2 separate regions of the Mus musculus genome follow, and region 2 is linked to region 1. The links are chromatin contacts, called in public promoter capture Hi-C maps. All regions are on one chromosome and are shown on one strand. The core of a region is the stretch at or near the end of the contact, and the rest is flanking DNA. Distances in the headings are between cores, read along the strand shown. Region 1 holds the start of Tagln (transgelin). Region 2 holds the start of Pafah1b2 (platelet-activating factor acetylhydrolase, isoform 1b, subunit 2).

Evidence for each region. Capture Hi-C pulls out chosen DNA fragments and counts their contacts.
Region 2: a promoter capture Hi-C map of liver shows a contact between it and region 1. The contact joins the promoter of Pafah1b2 here to the promoter of Tagln in region 1. A contact is called at or near these places in 6 of 39 promoter capture datasets (embryonic stem cells, erythroid cells, liver and 1 more), 1 of 15 datasets of contacts at CTCF or cohesin (large pre-B cells), 9 of 484 Hi-C or Micro-C datasets (CD4 T cells, CD8 T cells, double positive thymocytes and 5 more), 9 of 115 datasets of contacts at active chromatin or transcription factors (CD8 T cells, the SCID.adh cell line, embryonic stem cells and 4 more) and 3 of 9 other capture datasets (adipose tissue, liver and pancreatic islet).

Annotation. Positions count from the first base shown.
Region 1 is chr9:45,934,310-45,940,637 of GRCm38.p6, reverse strand. It overlaps Tagln (transgelin), which reads left to right and starts at 4,580. Exons shown (of 5, transcript NM_011526.5): 1 at 4,580-4,804. Sidt2 (SID1 transmembrane family, member 2) reads left to right here. Exons shown (of 26, transcript NM_172257.4): 25 at 1,118-1,231; 26 at 1,322-2,781. The coding sequence ends at 1,384. It overlaps Mir7087 (microRNA 7087), which reads left to right and starts at 1,048; the gene lies at 1,048-1,117.
Region 2 is chr9:45,980,568-45,987,801 of GRCm38.p6, reverse strand. Pafah1b2 (platelet-activating factor acetylhydrolase, isoform 1b, subunit 2) reads left to right here and starts at 2,931. Exons shown (of 6, transcript NM_008775.3): 1 at 2,931-3,097.

The DNA.
Region 1 (6,328 bases), core at 3,331-5,830:
AAAAGCAGCGGAGTCAGGGTAGTGGAGTGTGCAGAAGAGGATGGCGAGCGAGCGAGCAAGCAGCGGAGTCAGGGTAGTGGAGTGTGCAGAAGAGAGGATGGCGAGCGAGCGAGCAAGCAGCGGAGTCAGGGTAGTGGAGTGTGCAGAAGAGGATGGCGAGCGAGCGAGCAAGCAGCGGAGTCAGGGTAGTGGAGTGTGCAGAAGAGAGGATGGCGAGCGAGCGAGCAAGCAGCGGAGTCAGGGTAGTGGAGTGTGCAGAAGAGGATGGCGAGCGAGCGAGCAAGCAGCGGAGTCAGGGTAGTGGAGTGTGCAGAAGAGGATGGCGAGCGAGTGAGCAAGCAGCGGAGTCAGGGTAGTGGAGTGTGCAGAAGAGGATGGCGAGCGAGTGAGCAAGCAGCGGAGTCAGGGTAGTGGAGTGTGCAGAAGAGGATGGCGAGCGAGCGAGCCCTCTAAGTCAGGAGGTCTGGGAGCTTCTTGAAGGAGGCAGACTTTGCTCATGGCCAGAAAGTCCCATGGATAGAGCTACATAGCACTAGCAGTGTCACCTGAGCACTGTCACCCTGTTGTCACACAGGGCCGAATGACCAAGGCAGCTTTGATGTATGAGAACACACTGATTCGGGAGCTTGGCAAAGACCTAGCGCTCTATGGGGTCAGATGTGTCTTGGTCTGTGGCCTCAGCACAGGATGTACCCGACACAGGGTCAGAAGATGTGTGTGGCAGCAAGGTGGGCAGAGCGGGGAGGGACAGGAGCATCGCAGCATGACCTAGTGTAGTCACTGGCAGGAAACCTACCCTGAGGTATTTTGAAAGCAAGGCCAAGTCCCAGGCAGGTAGTGAGTTGGGGCTTCTGGGCCTCCTGGCTTTCTGAGTAGAAGCTGTAATGACAGTGTGCTGCCCACATCTCTAAAGGGAAGATGGGTCTGGAGGAAGGAGCAGAATCAGTGTATTTAAGAAAAGCTGTTGTTAGCTGTGGAGGGCCAGAGTGAGGCATGAGCCAGAACGGGATGCTCTCCTGTTAGGGACCAGGGGGTGCCATGGAGTGGGTTGGAGGCAGGTGTGGAGCTGGTCTCTGCAGAGCAGACTCAGTAGGCTGCTGGCTCTCTCCCCTGCCAGAAAACCCCCGCAGAGTCCAGGGAGCACAACCGCGACTGCATCCTCCTCGACTTCTTTGATGACCACGATATCTGGCACTTCCTGTCCTCCATTGCCATGTTTGGGTCCTTCCTGGTATGTGGGATGTGCCTGGCCTGAGGGCAGAGGGGATGGTAGAGCAGACAGCCTCTCCTTCCCAGGATCTGACCCTCCACCCACCCTTAGGTTTTGCTGACGTTGGATGACGACTTGGACACAGTACAGCGGGACAAGATCTATGTCTTCTAGCAGCATCTGTGGTCCAGGCTTCACCTCACAGGCCTAGCGCCTGCCTCTGCATCACCTGCCAGTTGCCACAAGAACACCACGGGTATGAGTCCCAGCTCTGCTGCCCAGCATTGGATGTCGTGGCAAGACAGCGAGATTCCAGCCCAGGCCTGACTCAGGATAGTTCCTGGTGGCACTGAGCCTTGGAGTTGCCTCTGCGGAGGAGGAGGCCTGCTCCGCATTCCCCAGACACTGGCCAAATTGCTGCTTTCTTCTCAGTGTTGGGTCCTCCCCAGGACCCTAGTCTGTCCATCTGTCTTGTTTATCCACTGGCTCTCCATTTGTCCCTTTGGAGAGGAAGGTGGGAAGGCAATGTCCTGTCCCATTTCATGCCTTGCATTCTGCCCATCCCTTCCCTCCTCTCAGCTTAGGACACACAGCCCTTTCTTCTTCCCATGCTCTGTCCAGGACCACAGTCTGGTGCCTGATTCTTTGTCCATCACCAGGACCTAAGCTCTCCCTGGGTCTGTAGCTGGCTGCTATCACTGCCCACTCTGACCTGCCAGGACAGATGCAGGTAGGAGACTTTGGGGGCTGGCCAGCTGGTGCCAGGCTTTCGGTGCTAAGGCCTGCAAGGGGCCTAGGTACGACCCTCCTCCCTGACCTGTGCTTGGAGCTGGCTCTTCAGCAGTGAGGGCCAGCCCAAGTTGAGTCTTCTGATCGGGGACTGAATTCAGAGGCCACCTCATCCCACCAGCCACTAGAATGATGCCAGCACTAGGGTTGGTGGGAAGTGGCAACTCACTGTCCCCTTCCACACCCTCAGTCCTGCCAAGCCCCAGATGGGGGCCTCTCAGTGCCATTGACACTGCCCAAGAATGTCTAGAGGCCACGGAACGGTGCCAAGCACACAGTCCCTTTTGCCTCTTTCACGGGAGCAGGAGTCCCAGTGCCTGTCGTGGAAAGGGAGGAACATGCCAGGTCCCTGTGTGTCCTTGGCCCTGTCTCACCAAAGGACTCAGGGCTGGTTTCTGAGTTTCCGTCCAGTATTTAGCCAAGTTCTGTGTTAGTCACGTAGGCCTAAGAGCCTTGGCGTTTACAGAGTCACCCAGCTCTGGCCCCTGGCCATTCTGGTCCTTGGCGTTTACAGAGTCACCCAGCTCCAGGCCCCTGGCCACTTTGGTACTTGGTTGCCCTTCACTCCACCAGGTCCATTCCAGATGCCAAGAGTGGGCCCCAGGAATGTGTTTCCTTCTCTCCACCATGTTTTTATAGCTCTTGGGCTGGGAGAAGAGGCGGGTCTGGGTCTTTGTTTCTGAGCTTTGTTCTATGTTCCTCCATGCTACGGTTGCAATTGTTTTCTATGAACGAGTACATTCAATAAAGACAACCAGACCTGGGATTTGGGGTCTTACTGATGTGTTGGGAGGTGCAGGAGCCTCCGTGTCCCATTTATTTTGGCCTTCCCGTCTCGTTTCTGTGCGTGGCTACATTGGGAATGACCTTCCTTGATCCCACCAAGCCACCCATTGATTCTGTAAACATGTGACCCTTGCTCCAAGCATTGCTTACAGGAGCAGGATACTGAAAGTGTGTCTGTGCCCTCTCCTGATAACCCCTCCCTTCAGCAGGCACACAGCACCTGACTACCCACCACGTATGTAAACGTCAGTATCCTTTCCAGCCAGCTCTGCAGATGGGTGTCCAGGCTGTGCCATGATGCACCTCAAGTGGGCAGAGCCCTTGCAGGCCAAGGTTTTAAAGGCTGTTCAGGAATGGATGGCAAGCAGGATCTAAGAGGAGGGGGGGTTGTTGTTGTTTGGGGGGGGGGTGGTTTTGGTTTGTTTTTTTTGAGACAGGGTTTCTCTGTGTGGCCCTGGCCCTCCTGGAACCCACTCTGTAGACCAGGCTGGCCTTGAACTCAGAAATCTGCCTGCCTCTGCCTCCCGAGTGCTGGGATTAAAGGCGTGTGCCCATCGAGGAGGGAGATTTTATTTAGATTATAAAAAGGACGGGATTTGGGGAATCCTGTCTAGTGAATTCAGGACGTAATCAGTGGCTGGAAAGCAAGAGCTCTAGAGGAGCTCCAGCTTATTATGACCCTTCCTTCAGATGCCACAAGGAGGTGCTGGAGTTCTATGCACCAATAGCTTAAACCAGCCAGGCTGGCTGTAGTGGATTGAGCGTCTGAGGCTGCACCTCTCTGGCCTGCAGCCAGTTCTGGGTGAGACTGACCCTGCCTGAGGGTTCTCTCCTTCCCTCTCTCTACTCCTTTCTCCCTCTCCCTCTCCCTCTCTCTGTTTCCTGAGGTTTCCAGAATTGGGGATGGGACTCAGAGACACCACTAAAGCCTTACCTTTTAAGAAGTTGCATTCAGTGAGTGTGTGAGACATAGCACAGATAGGGGCAGAGGAGAGCTGGTTCTGTCTCCACTGTGTTTGGTCTTGGGTACTGAACTCAGACCATCAGGTGTGATAGCAGTTGTCTTTAACCCTAACCCTGAGCCTGTCTCACCTGTCCCTTCCCAAGACCACTGAAGCTAGGTGCAAGATAAGTGGGGACCCTTTCTGAGGTGGTAGGATCTTTCACGATAAGGACTATTTTGAAGGGAGGGAGGGTGACACTGTCCTAGTCCTCTTACCCTAGTGTCTCCAGCCTTGCCAGGCCTTAAACATCCGCCCATTGTCACCGCTCTAGAAGGGGCCAGGGTTGACTTGCTGCTAAACAAGGCACTCCCTAGAGAAGCACCCGCTAGAAGCATACCATACCTGTGGGCAGGATGACCCATGTTCTGCCATGCACTTGGTAGCCTTGGAAAGGCCACTTTGAACCTCAATTTTCTCAACTGTTAAATGGAGTGGTAACTGCTATCTCATAATAAAGGGGAACGTGAAAGGAAGGCGTTTGCATAGTGCCTGGTTGTGCAGCCAGGCTGCAGTCAAGACTAGTTCCCACCAACTCGATTTTAAAGCCTTGCAAGAAGGTGGCTTGTTTGTCCCTTGCAGGTTCCTTTGTCGGGCCAAACTCTAGAATGCCTCCCCCTTTCTTTCTCATTGAAGAGCAGACCCAAGTCCGGGTAACAAGGAAGGGTTTCAGGGTCCTGCCCATAAAAGGTTTTTCCCGGCCGCCCTCAGCACCGCCCCGCCCCGACCCCCGCAGCATCTCCAAAGCATGCAGAGAATGTCTCCGGCTGCCCCCGACAGACTGCTCCAACTTGGTGTCTTTCCCCAAATATGGAGCCTGTGTGGAGTGAGTGGGGCGGCCCGGGGTGGTGAGCCAAGCAGACTTCCATGGGCAGGGAGGGGCGCCAGCGGGCGGCAGAGGGGTGACATCACTGCCTAGGCGGCCTTTAAACCCCTCACCCAGCCGGCGCCCCGGCCCGTCTGCCCCAGCCCAGACACCGAAGCTACTCTCCTTCCAGTCCACAAACGACCAAGCCTTGTAAGTGCAAGTCATGGGAGCAGAAGGGCTGTGGGCTCAATTAGATCCCCTAGTCTCTTCTAGTTTGCTGGGTGGAATTGGGTCCCTAGAGACCATTCTCTGTGTTAGACAAAAAGTCTGGGTTAAAATGCCTAGGATGATTTGACTGGGGCAAAAGAATAAATGGGGTGAGAGGGAGGCTCAAATTTCAGTCACTGTCCCACCCATAGGTGTATGGGCTATGTGTTAGGCCCAAAGAGGTGACAAATGAGGCCAAGGGAACAACTCCATCTTTGGATCTCCAAGAAGGTGAGGGGCTAAGTTCTGGAAAGCAGTGACCCACTGATGGTCCCCAGGGCTAATGCAACTCGGGGGAGCCAGGAGGTAGCCCCCTCAGGCAGTGGAGGACTAAAGATCTTATTTTTTGTAGCGCTAGGGATCAAACCCCAGGGCGCTATGTGTGGCAGGCATGTGCTCCATCTACCACAGAAGTTTAATGCTTCAGACTAGCCTGGGATAGGGCCTGCTTTTTCTTTCCTTTTCTCTCTCTCTCTCTCTCTCTCTCTCTCTCTCTCTCTCTCTCTCTCTCTCTTTCTTTCCTTTTCTCTCTTTCACTCTCTCTTTCTAATTTTCTTTTTCTTTTTTTCTTTCTTTTCTTTAGACAGGGTTTCTCTGTGTAGCCCTGGCTGTTCTGGAACTCACTCTTTAGACCAGGCTGGCCTCGAACTCAGAAATCTACCTGCCTCTGCCTCCCAAGTGCTGGGATTAAAGGCGTGTGCCACCACTGCCCAGCTAAGGTTTGCTTTTTCATGGCAGCTTGGTCCAGTTTGAAAGTAGGAGGTCAGTCCACTGTAGGCAGATAGGTGACAGGTGGCAGATAGGTGACAGATAGGTGACAGGTGGAGGAGCTTTGGAACTGGGACTGGACAGCCCTGGGACCCCTGTTCCTCCCAAAGGGTCTTGGTGGTTCCCCTTGGGGCTCTCTAAAGGATGTCAGTGGGCTGTTGCCACATCTATATAAGAGGACTAGTCTTCTGGAATTTAGGTGTGATCTCTCAGGGATGCAGAAATGCTCACCCTTACTGTCATTTTATGGGCTGAGGTACCACAGGCAGATATACCCTGGTTCTGCTTGTTGTCCAGGGTCTCTGCTACATGGAGGCCCCTTTCCACAGCCTAACCTCTCTACCTGCTGACAGGAGGGCTGGATGGCCACAGGCATCCAAGCTGCGCATCATGCAGGTGTTTTGCGTTGGAGCTTTTGTCTAGAAATACCCTGGTGGGCTGCCAAACCACCACCCATATCCCTCTCTCCTCTCTGCTGCCTCTAAGATGACAGCTTGATTTTTCTTATAGTGATTTTTTTTTTTGGTTTTGTTTTTTTGTTTGTTTTAAGTTAGCATACAAAGTAATACATTTCATCATGGCATTTGGACATACATATATATTTTATTTGCTCTCCTGGCCTCTTCTCAAAGAGACTTCTCTGGACTTTCTTGTATTTTTGGTTGTGAGCCTAGCCTTTAACGGCTGAGCCATCTCTCC
Region 2 (7,234 bases), core at 1,682-4,181, 49 kb before region 1:
CTAGTCTACAGAGTGAGTTCCAGGACAGCCAGGACTGCACAGAAAAACCCTGTCTCGAAAAACCTAAAGAAAGAAAGAAAGAAAGAAAGAAAGAAAGAAAGAAAGAAAGAAAGAAAGAAAGTGACCCTCCTGCCTCGGTCTCCCCAGTGGCTGGGACTATGGCAGGTAACCACCCCCAGGCCAAGCCGTCAGTGAAATTCTATTCAAGGCTGCTCGGCAAGGGGAGCAAAGCATGAAGCCCCTGGGTGTGCCTAACTAGCCTGTCACTGTCAGCCTCGAGCACACTGCTGCAGTCATTGTACAGCTGAAGGAACTACTTAGAATTCTACTTCACTGGAAAAGAATATGCTATTTTAATCATTCGCATACATGTGTCATGTGGGTACATGCATGTAAGTGTAGAGGAAGGCATTGGGTCCCATGGAGCTGGAGTTACAGGGTGTTGTAAGCCATGGGATATGGGAGCTGGGAAACCAGCTTGGGTCCTCTGCAAGAGTAGTAGGTACGCTTAACCACTGTGCCATCTCTTCAGCCCCAGGACTTTCTTTTCTTTTTTTTTTCTTTGTTGTTGTTTTTTGAGACAGGGTTTCTCTGTATAGCCCTGGCTGTCCTGGAACTCACTTTTGTAGACCAGGCTGGCCTCGAACTCAGAAATCCACCTGTCTCTGCCTCCCGAGTGCTGGGATTAAAGGCATGCACCACCACGCCCGGCGTTCTTTTTTTTTTTTTTTTAAGATTTATTTATTTATTTATTTTATGTATATGAGTACACTGTAGCTATACAGATGGTTGTGAGCCATCATGTGGGTGCTGGGAATTGAACTCAGGACCTCTACTCACTCCAGTCCCAGTCACTCCAGCCCAAAGATTAATTTATTTTATGTAAGTACACTGTAGCTGTCTTCAGACACACCAGAAGAGGGCATCAAATCTCATTACGGATGGTTGCCAGCCATCATGTGGTTGCTGGGATTTGAACTCAGGACCTTCGGAAAAGCAGTCAGTGCTTTGGTTTTTTTTGTTTTTTTTTTTGTTTTTGTTTTGTGTGTTTGTTTGTTTGTTTTGCGGGGGGGGGGGGGTTGAGACAGGGTTTCTCTGTATAGCCCTGGCTGTCCTGGAACTCACTCTGTAGACCAGGCTGGCCTCGAACTCAGAAATCCGCCTGCCTCTGCCTCCCAAGTGCTGGGATTAAAGGCTTGCGCCACCACAACCCAGCCAGTCAGTGCTCTTAACTGCTGAACCATCTCGCCAACCCCCAGGATTTTCAAATATAGAATGTCTCCTTGGGTTCAATCTATAGTACAACCAAAAATGAGGAGCCTTAAGGGCTTGAAGAAAAGTTTTGTAGAGCTGAGAATGTAGCTCAGTTGATAGTTTTTGTCTAAGACGCATAAAGCCCTGTACTCAATCCTGAAGGACTGTGTGAGACCCAAGCATGGTGGCACCCAGGAAGGGAGGAAGCAGGAAGGTCCTACGTTCATAGCTGCAGAGTGAAGTGGAGGCTATCCTGGGCTACGTTTTTCATTTTAAGAGCAAGCAATCAATCAAGGTTTCTTATGAATAAAAGATAGTATCAAAATGTGTGTGTGTGTCAGAGAGACAGAGAGAGAGAGAGAGAGAGAGAGAGAGAGAGAAGGGGGAACACCATGACTAAAAGCCAAGTGGAGAGGAAAGGACTTACTTCCTTTACAGCTCTCAGATCACAGCTGTCACAGAGAGAAGTCAGGGTAGGAACTGGAGCTATAGAATGTCGTTTCTTACTGACTGACTGTGTGCTCTTATACAACTCAACTCAGGGCCACCTTCGCCAAGTGGCACCACTCACAGTGGGATACGCCCATCAATTATTAATCAAGAAAATACCCTCATAGACTGCCTACATGCCAATCGGATGAAGGCATTTTTAAAGTTCCCTTCCTCAAATGACCCTGATTTGTGTCATTGACAAAAACAACCCAGACATAGGGCTTTATCATTGGAAACCAATTCAAGTTGTTTCTCTTAACAGTGTATTTAATACTAAACTGTTTAAATAACCCTTTACGATATTCTCTTGATCAAAACACTTAAAACAGCACTTACTGAGATCTTGCTAGTGTACCATATGTAACTGGAATATCTGCAGAAGAGTTATGGAGGCAGTGACAAAGTCATTATCTTGAAATTTTTATTTTGCATTCGAGATAATACAAGCAGCACATAAGTGATTTGAAATTTTATTTTATTATCTCGATAATTTAGGCTTACAGGTTTCAAGAACATTCTCAATCAGTTTCAGAGTCCTGGAATGCTCTGCAATTCACTATTATGAGTTTGAATGAATCCTATCCATCATTAAAGAGCCAGCCCTGGCACTGCTCCACCAAGTTTCCCTGCTAATGATGACGCAATCTCTTGCCCCTCCTCTTGGCGCTGATCTGTCCTGCACTTATCCAGCCGTTAGCATCTAATCTCTACATTGACTCTCTATGTACTCCCCTAAACTGGATGGATTTCTAAGGTAAAGACTGGGGTTTCTGTTATTCCCCGAGTGGTATCTATCACACAATTCTGAGTATCATCATAGAAATTCTGCTGGTAAATGTAGGGGTTGCCCCTTTTAACTTCGGGCCTATTTCTCCCCATTCTCTGCAATCTGGTTTATCCCATCGGTGGAGGAAATCAGTGGCTAAGAAGGGAGTAGCGTCAGCGAGAGGTCAAGCTACACTGTCTCTAAGGCCATCTCCGGATAGTTTCCGTCATCCTATCAGGACAGGAAGGCAGTTACAGGAAAGATGGAGGCTCAAGTCGGGGAAAGAAAGAGAACAAAGTCAGTACTTGGCAGGGACGGTAGACCTGTGCGCCAAGCAAAGAGCGCGCACTGCGAGGGAAAGTGAGGCGCACCCGCCCCGCAACTAGCCCCGCAGCCAGGGGCGGGACTTCCGGAAGCCATTTGCCCGAGTGGCAGGGGGACCGGAAGTGGAGGCGCTGCTGCTTGGTGCTGGGGCCCGAGGAGGGGACGCGCGCCGGAACGCGGCCGTCGGGATCAAGCGAGCGACTGAAGCGCAACCCGCCGACGCCGCAGCCGCTGAGGGCCCCGCACGGACCCTCTGCCTGTGTGAGTGCATCGTGGGGACCGCGGAGCCGGGGCCTCGTCGTGACGGGTGGGACGCGCGGGCGAGCCGGTATTGTGAGGCCCGGCTCCCCTCCCCCACGCCGCCCCTCCCCCGCCGCGCCCCGCGCTGTCGCCCTGCAGGGCCTCCGGGGCCCCGCGCCGTCGCCGCTGCCCTGCGGCGCCCTGGTTCCACCCTGGCCAGCGGCTGAGCGGCCCGCGGGTCCCCTGGCCCGGCCTCCTGCCTCAGCTGTCGCCTTTTCCCTCCATCCCCGGGGTGGGACCTCTAGGCCCAAGCCTGTGACTGGGTTGTGCCTTTTTTTTTTTTTTAACGGATCACGCTCTTTGCCCTTCTCGTCGAAAATTGTCTCCTCATTCGAAACTTCTCTGTTGCCTTCGCTTATACTTCCCAAAGACCCGTGTCAGGGCTCTGAAAGGATTGGTAGAGGCTAGCCTTAAGGGTCACCCACTTCATTCGGCGACGAGGCCCAGGCGTTGGTGACTTGGCCGATGGCCTACCGCCAGCCAGGTACATCTGTCAGTGAGTAGTTTCCTTGGAGGTGTGTTTCCTCTCCCCAGCCCTTGTGGTCCATGTCCACTTAGCGGGTCAGAGCCTGTGGTCTCCAGGTTTGAGTTACTCATGGCAGAGTGACTCGTTATCCTTTCCATAGCTCCCAGGCTGACGTTGCCTTTCATCATGTATATACGGATCTTAAGGAAACCCAAAGCCATAAAGCGTTGGCGTCTCTGAAGAACGTGGCTATGGACAAAGGGAAGGGCACCAAGACGCTAAGAGCAGGTCCTAGACTTGCATTTTCTACAGCGTTGAGTTGAGTGGAGAGAATGGGCCAGAGGAAAAGGTGTGGAAAAGAGAAAAATGCAAGCTTATCTTTCCCTTGGATGAGGCTTGTGTCTGCCCGTCAGTTCCTTCTCTGGGCACATTGTTCAGACTTAAAGGTTGCCTCCTTGTGGGAGAGCAGGGGAGGGAATCATTGTGCATTAATTTGTTGGCATGGGCACTTGATAATAAATTATGGATGGGCTGGATCCTGGGGGGCCGCCCACCAGAGACCGGGGCAGGGCATTCTGGACGAGGCTTGCCTTCCTCTTCAGAATAATTCTGCCAACTCTCTGAAGCAAAATGAAAAGCCTCAGGCCTTAATGGAAGCATCCTAAATCTTTTCATTCTCATTCAAAAGTCTCAGCAAGCTTCTAGGTTCTCTCTCTCTCTCTCTCTCTCTCTCTCTCTCACACACACACACACACACACACACACACACACACACACACACACACACCCCGGCTGAGCTTGAGGGGTTGTAGTTGTTTTGTTGGGACTGACTTCCACACCACTAGTGTAGAGAGTCCGGTGCTGTGCTGTGTCGTTGAGGTCTAAATTAAGTGGGGAAGATAGAAAGTTTAGGATTAGGACTGCCTTCTCTCCCTGGAGATTTTTGAAGGACAACAAAGTTTGCTCTGCAAAATAGTTTTTCATGGAAATGTACACAGTTGCCCACCTTTTATCGCCTCCTTGCTAGTTTTTCATAGGAAGCCTGCAGTTCCCTGGCTAAGGAGATTATTCTGACCCAGTAAGGTGAGGTGGGAAGTGTTGGTTTTTAGTTTTTGAACTCCTAGGGATTGGGTACTACCTCTGGGAGGTGGAGCAAACGACAGTCAGGAGCTGGGATGTGGGTGCTGGGAATCAAACCCAGGACCTGTGGAGGAGCAGTACCTGCTCTTAACTGCTGGGCCAGCTCTATCCAGCCCCCTCCTCATTTTATACAAACTCACTCATTTTGAGACAGGGTTTCTCTTTTGAAGCCTTCACTGTGTTGGAACTCACTGTGTAGACCAGGCTGTCATCAAACTCAGAGATCCCCTGCCTCTGCCTCTTGAGTGCTGGGACTAAAGGTGTGAGCCACTCTCCTGAAGGTGGCTATGATAGGAAAATGGTTCAGGAATCCCTGTAATTTTTTTTTTTAACTTCAGTAGGATACTCTTTGGATAACTCTTGATTCATTCTTCACTTTTAAAATTGTCTGGGTTTTTAAAAGTTATTTATTTTTATGTGAATGAATGTGTTTCCTACATGTATGCATATCATATGTATGCAGTGCCAACAGAGACTGGGAGAAGGCGCTAGGTTTCTTGAAACCGGAGTCACAGATGGTTGTGAACCACAGTATGGATGCTGAGCCCTAGTCCTCTGCAGGAGCAGCTGATGCTCTCAACCACTGTCTCATCTCCTGTCTCCCAAAATGTTATGCTTTTAAAATTTTTTATTATATTTGTATGATGTGGAGGTGGGTGTACACACATGCCCTAAAGCACAGTGACTGAGTGTCCGAGGTCAGGAACAGCTTTGTAGAGTAATGGGCATCATTAAATTTGTATAGCGGGTGCTTTACCAGCTGACAGCCGAGACAGGGTTTCTCTGTGTACCCCTGGCTGTCCTGGAACTCATTCTGTAGACCAGGCTCAAAACTCAGAAATCCCCCTGCCTCTGCCTCCCGAGTGCGAGTGCAGGGATTAAAGGCGTGTGCTACCATATGCCTGGTTTAGGCTTTTCATACTTTTCTTTTCTTTTCTTTCTCCCTCCCTCCCTCCCTCTCTCCCTCCCTTCCTTCCTTCCTTCCTTCCCCTTCCTTCTTTTCTTTTCTTTTCTTTTCTTTTCTTTTCTTTCTTTCTCTCTCTCTTTCTTTCTTTCTTTCTTTCTTTCTTTCTCTTTCTTTTGGCTTTTCCTTCCTTTCTTTCTTTCTTTCTTTCTTTCTTTCTTTCTCTTCCTTCCTTTCTTTCTTTCTTTCTTTCTTTCTTTCTTTCTTTCTCTTCCTTTCTTTCTTTCTTTCTTTCTCCCTTTCTCTCTCTCTCTCTCTCTCTCTCTCTCTCTCTCTCTCTCTCTCTTTATGGATACAAGGTTTCTGTGTACAACAGCCCTAGCTGCCTCAGGAGACATGGCTGGCCTCAGCTCAGAGAAATTAAGGTGTGTGCTAACACCTGGTTTGGCTAGACCTCTGGATTGTCTCAGGCCTGGCCTAAAAAGAAGAGACAGTAGAGGGCTGGGGAGATGGCTCAGTGGTAAGAGAGCACTGGCTGCTCTTCTAAAGGTTCTGAGTTCAATTCCCAGCAACCATGTGGTGGCTCACAACCAGCCACCACATGAGATGTGGTGAGATGTGGTGCCCTCTTCTGGCCTGCAGGCAGGCAGAATGCTGTATACATAATAAATAAATCTTAAAAAAAAAAAAAAAGAGTTTATGGCTCAGCTTTCCATTTCTGGGTCTTAAAAATGTTGCTAAACTGCAGGCTTCTGTGAAAGATACTTTATATTGTAAGATGTTTGATTTGGCAATAGAGTACAGGATCCAAGTGTCTGGAGGCACAAAGTAATTTCACTCAGGTACTCTGCTTTTGTAGTCATGGTTGAGGGACTATCAAATTTGAAATACTTTTTATAATCTTCTAGTTAGAACTGCCTTTTAACTTTAGGCACTGGAATTTGGTTCCTCTGTTTCTTCTTCCGTGTCCTTTCATTTTGCCTGTGAAGAATATTGGAACGTATGACTGAGTATAGTATTGCACACCTGTAATCTCAGCATCTGGACGGCAGAATAAGTACTGCAGCAAATCAAGACAGCCAGGGCTGCACAGGGAGACCCTCAAAACAAAATGTAAGATTTGGGATTCAGATGGAAGTGCTTTGCTCAGTGTTTGGAGTGATAATAAAAAATAAGCAAAACAGCTTGGTAAATAATTTTTATCATGTTCATGCGATCTATCTCTATATAAAATAGCAGTCTTTGTTCAAGGATAATAGACTAAGTGCCAGAAAGATGGCTCAGCTCAGTGCTTTGCCAGCCATCTTTGACTGCAGGACCCCTGGGGTGCAAGAACAGAACTGACTTCCTTAACTTCCTTCCCTGGCTGTCCTGGAACTTGCTATGCATACAGGCTGTCCTTGAATTGACAGATCTGCCTGTCTCTACCTCTTGACTTGTGGGATTAAATTGACTAAAATAGTAAATTCCTAATAAGTGTTAATTGTAAATTGTTTAGATGGATGTTTACCTGATAGACCAGTTCAGAAAACATTTCTAAGTAAAAGTAAAGACCTAATAAGATGTTAGAGTTTATACAGGCCTATTG